Linked DNA regions of Danio rerio: region 2 is linked to region 1. The links are chromatin contacts, called in public Hi-C maps. All regions are on one chromosome and are shown on one strand. The core of a region is the stretch at or near the end of the contact, and the rest is flanking DNA. Distances in the headings are between cores, read along the strand shown.

Evidence for each region. Hi-C and Micro-C count contacts between places; a contact is called where the count stands out from the background.
Region 2: a Hi-C map of an unstated tissue shows a contact between it and region 1, with 4 times the contacts expected there. The contact joins the promoter of epha4l here to the enhancer-like site in region 1. A contact is called at or near these places in 4 of 18 Hi-C or Micro-C datasets (embryo and an unstated tissue) and 2 of 4 datasets of contacts at active chromatin or transcription factors (caudal fin and embryo).

What each region holds. Positions count from the first base shown.
Region 1 is chr15:44,559,900-44,562,655 of GRCz12tu, reverse strand. No RefSeq gene overlaps it. Among named protein-coding and RNA genes, the nearest start is that of pxylp1, 42 kb to the right of the region's middle. Within about 2 kb of position 1,290, at least 3 of the 62 cell types and tissues checked have an H3K27ac peak or open chromatin away from gene starts, as enhancers often do.
Region 2 is chr15:44,741,943-44,744,890 of GRCz12tu, reverse strand. epha4l (eph receptor A4, like) reads left to right here and starts at 1,326. Exons shown (of 18, transcript XR_012391051.1): 1 at 1,326-1,489.

The DNA of each region.
Region 1 (2,756 bases), core at 41-2,540:
TGTTTTTCAGTCTTCATAAAGCACATAAACACTGTTATTTTCTTCATAAAATCCATGTTAGCCATTTAGCTATGAAGCTACAGTCACCGGGCAGACAGAAGCCCTGCCCATCACGCGAATCCGCGTCTGTTCTGAAGTGAATTTGACACGCGAATGAAGCAGATTTGACGCACGAATGAAGCGGGGTTTGACGCACGAATGAAGCGAATAACCTCAAATGTTCACGCGGCTATTTATGCGCGAATAGCGCGATTTATCCGCGCGTTCCGCGTCTGGTGTGAACATAGCATTAGGGTGCGCCCTGCCACCCTGCAAAGGAAACTCATTTCAGTTGTCTTGTATCTGATATCTCGTCCTTTCAGTCATGACCCAAAGCTCATGACCATAGGTGAGAGTAGCAACGTAGATCAGCAGACCTTTCGGCTCAGCTCCTTCTTCATCTTAATGGACCGATACATCGACTACATCACTTCTGCCTCTGCACCGATCAGCCTGTCAATCTCAGATTTCATCCCTCCCTCACTCGTGAACAACCACCCAAGAGACTTGAACTCCACCTGAGGTAAGGACTTTCCTCCAACCTGGATGCTAAAAGAACATCATAACTATAATTAATAATGATCAACATACCTCTCTCCTGAGAAGGTTGCTGGTTAGAGCCTCAGCTGGGTCAGTTGGCATTTCTGTGTGGAGTTTGCTTGTTCTCCCCGTGTTGGCGTGGGTATCATCAGTGTGCTCTGGTTTCCCCCACAGTCCAAAGACATGCGGTACAGGTGAATTGGGTAAGCTAAATTGTCCATAGTGTGTGTGTGTGTGTGTGAGAATAAGAGCATATGGATGTTTCCCAGGGATGGGTTGCAGCTGGAAGGGCATCTGCTGCACAAAACATATGCTAGATAAGTTGGCGGTTCATTCCACTGTGGCGACCCCAGATTAATAAAGGGACTAAGCTGAAAAGAACATAAATGAATGAATGATACCTCTCTACTCACTAACATGATTATTTATTTCCAGATGGCCCAGTAGGAGCCAAATATCGCAACTGAAACTCTTTAGCTGTGTTTTTGCCATGAAAAACAACAAGTTTACAAAAACACAAATGCACACGTATTTGTTTACTCACACACTCTGAAAGTCAAAGTGCTGAGAGAGAAAAACACACAACGGCTGATGAACTGCGCCTGGCATGTAGAGGTCAGGATTTCTGAAACACTTCACCGTCACTCAGCACCGGCATTCACTCGTCATTCTTTTCCTCGCTCAATCACTCACTCTGACACACACACACACACGTGTGGAAAAACTCGCCGTGTGTTAATGTTCCATAGCTTTCTGCACCCTGTAAGAGTGTGTGTGTGGAGATGTGTTGGAGTTGTAGGATCTGTTTTTGAGGGAGGAAACCTCAAGTTGAAGCAAATGTTATGACAGAGCATTGAGTGAAGCATCACAGACGTGACCACACACACATATGAATGGCACTGGGAAAGGCTTTTATGAAGACACAGTTGAATGTGTGTCAGTTGTTTATTAATCTAGAGGCAGACCTGATGAAGGCTCCAATAGTCTTTAATGTTAAGATGGACGTCTAAAATGACTACTTCAGTTTCTCCTTTTCATTTGATCTCTCTCGCTGTTAGATTTTCAAGGGGTCCTATTATTAAGATGTACCATAAGTCTCGGGTATCCAAGATTGTGCCTTTGACGTTTCAAATTCAACATGCTGTAAATGGCAGAAGCTGAAGCAATTTATGTCTCTTTAAATGCAAATGAGCTGCTGCTCCACGCCCCTTTACAAAAGTGGGTGGAGCTTTTATGCCTTGGATATTCTAGCATAGTCAGTTTAAACTTCTTCTATAGACTATTTCAGTTGGTCCATGAACGTCTGCTTGTTATCGAACTATTTCATAACTGTACCAAGAAGCAATTCGATCATAACTTAATCTTAATACCACTATCATAACATTAATTATAAGTATGTGGCTCTTCTGGATTCGTGGAAGCTATAGAAATTAAAAATGTAGAAACACATTGGGACCCTTGTTTTTGTTTACATCCCTTAAAAATGGTCTATAGATTTTCTGAGTGTAAACACAAAGCTTTCGCACTGAAATCCATTGAAATTTGTGGCCAAGTATAATTTCAAAATAGCTGTCAGATACTCTTAAGGCTATGTCAAAAAAAATACAAATGTAGGTTGTGTGTGAATGAAAACATTCGGAGAAGAAATGCATGAATGCATTCAGTGTTTGTGGGTTATCACTGTTGCCTCACAGCAAGACATCACTAGTTCTAGTCCTTACCAAGCCAGCCAACGTTTCTGTGCAGAGTTTACACAATCTGTCCAAGCTCACGTGGGTTTCCCCTGGGTTCCCCGGTTTCCGCCCACCATCAAAAAACATGCAACTAAAGTTAATTGACTAATCCATAGACCTGCTCCTAGTAAGTAGTTATCGCTCAAGAGCAGTCACTATCTATCTGTTCATTAGCTACTACAGCAGGGGAGTTCTCGAGATCTACCTGAGCTCAAACTCCCTTCTCGCCTTGCCAACCCGACTCTCTGCCAACCCGACTCTACACCATAACTTTTCAATCCAGATGGATGGGGCAACCATTACTGCATCCAAAATGGTGAAAAGCCTTGGAGTAACGATTGATGACCAACTAAACTTCTCTGACCACATTTCTAGAACTGCTCGATCGTGCAGATTCGCACTCTATAACATCAGAAAGATCCGACCCTTCTTATCTGAACATGC
Region 2 (2,948 bases), core at 77-2,576, 180 kb before region 1:
TAGTGTTAATATATTTTAAAACATTACTTAGAATGATCACATATTACTTTTATTAATATATTTATTATATTTCTAATTAATTATCAAATTATAATAGATAGCTTATACACAGGCCAAAAAGCATTAATTATTATAATTCACATTATAATAGATCTTTAGAGTGCATTACAATTCCTTTATAAGAAAGTCATATGTTTTCTTTGTATTTTTATAAAATTCAATCACTTTTTTATTACATATTTAAGCAATATTGAAAACAGTCAAAACAAAGATATATTCATTCAAATATATTCATACATATTAGATGTATCACATTTCTATTTTAACAGTGTTAAATATTGTTGTGTATATATATATATATATATATATATATATATATATATATATATATATATATATATATATATATATATATCATCTGTATTTTAACCGTTGTAATTATTGTATATACATCTAGATTATTGATTATATATAGATAATATATATTGATTGTATTGAGAATATATTGATTGTAGATAGAATATTTACTGAATATGCTATTTCTGCTATTTCTAATTCAGTTTTAAAAGAAAATAGAATTTCTTTTTTTTTTTTAAGTAGTGTTAGTTTCAGTTTTTAGACTGTTTGATTTCCCTTATATTTTGCAAGAATGAAAAAAAAAGCGGCTTGGAATATGTATATATTGTCATTTTTGTGTTTGTTTTATCCAAAGTGCAGTTATCCGCACCATGACTGCTTTTACCCTGAGAGATGAACATATTTTGCTATTGGTAATGGTGCATTCTAATCACCATAAGCAATTTAATAAAATAATATTTAAGATCATTGAATTTAAAAGAAAAAAATATTTCATTTTATTTATTTTTTAATATAATAGTTGCTGTTTTATGTTTTAAGGCCATTGTAAGATTAAAAACACAAAGCAGCTGGGAATATATTGTCGTTATTTGTTGTTATATTGTTGTTATTTGTCGCCTGAATACATAAATGGATTTATTTATCCTAATATAATAGGATGAATGGATACAATACAAATTATATTATATGTCACAATAATATTGAATAATTTGTTTGGAATTTGATAACAATACGCATAAATATTAAACAAGTAATATATTTATTAGTAATATTTGCAACTGTATTCAGCTATACGCATTTCTAATCTAATTGAACACCTGCAAACACAACAAAAACATGACTAGTAATAATTTGAATCAATTTATCGACCGCTTCTAGCTTGATTGTTAGTGACGTCACTCCAGAACGCCACGCCCCCTCCAGCAGAGCTCGCCGCCGTTGAGTGCGCGTCTCGTCAAGAGATGATCATCAGTCGCGCGGGACAGCACGAGGAATAAACAGGAATAACGGAGACACAGTTATTTTACAGCACGAATGGCGCTCATGGCCGGGATTATTTACGCTCTCACCTCGCTTTTCCTGGGGATTTGTGCAGGTCTGTCCGCTCCGAGGAGTCCTCCGGCGAATGAAGGTAAGAGTGCTTTGAATAAATTGGAAAAGTTTAGGAGTTAAGTTAAACTCGGGCGCGCGCGTCCATCAATGTGTCTATAACCATAACAAACACAATATGTTAACAAAACGCATATATTTATAATTGTAAGTCATTTTTGTAGTAAGGTTTTTGATAAAGTGTGTTTTGTAGTAATCGGTTTGTTGCACCTGATGTGTAGGTTACTCAGTAGGACAATTACCAATTAACAACGTATAGCTAATTACTCTTCATACTTAACATAGAGATTGAGGTAACGTTAGTTTTATATTCGCACATTTGGACTTTATTCCAAATAATAAACTTCACAAAAATATTCTTAGCAAATTTTAAATTGTGAAATCATATTATCATCCTATGACTATCAAATTACAGCATTGTTTACAGTCATGTAATCGCAGTAATGTTTATTTACATGTGATTTCAGACAATATTCAAAGTACCATGGTAATCAATATAGTATACTATATAGTATACTATATATAATTATATAGGGAGTAAATAAAAAACCAAATTTATCCCTATTAAACAATATAAGGAAAGGGGAAAAGTTAGTTTTATATTAACACATTGAACACATTGACACACTCCCTATATTGTTTACCATGGTACTTTGAATATTTAGTCTAAAATCACATGTACGTATGACTAAAAAACAACATTAGCACTTTTTAATTGACTGTAAACATGTTGCACTCTGATAGACATGTCAGTTAATGTAATTTCAATATTTAGAATTAGCAAACAATAATTTTCTGAAATTATATTATTAAGGAGAAAGTCTGAATGTGTGAATATAAAACCAACTTTACCTCAGTAATATAGGGAGCATGTCACACTGAACGAATGTGCAAATATAAAACCAACTTTATCTCAATAACATAGAGATATACTGAAGATTTATTTACATATTACGTTTTTGATATGTTATTTATTTATTCACCCTTCTTTTTCGTGTTTGATTAGTATTTATAATGTCAGATGTCTATTTTATGTAAATATGATCTGGATTCTAGACATAATTATTTTGCGTTCATAAAATTGCTAATTGTTTTTTTTATTTGAAATTATAAACAAACTATGTATGATATTAAACTTCATTACAAACACTGATGGTGGTTTAAAATTAATTTGAGCTTTTCTTGGTCGTTTAGACTACTTGAAGACAGCGTTTACCTCATTTTTTTATATAAACAGTGTGATTTTTGATAACATTTGAGGTATTTATTAGTTTGTAACATTTGCAACATAACGTTTGTATTATTAGCAATAGATATTTTATTAATTAGCTATATTTCTTTTCAGATAATGTTGTGTCAGCACTGTAATGTTGAGTTTCACACAGTTGACGATGAGGCAACATGACGGAATTAAATTAACTTATATTAAATAATACAAATTTAAGTGGATTGAACAAAGTTGTTCCAAAAAAAACCCTCAA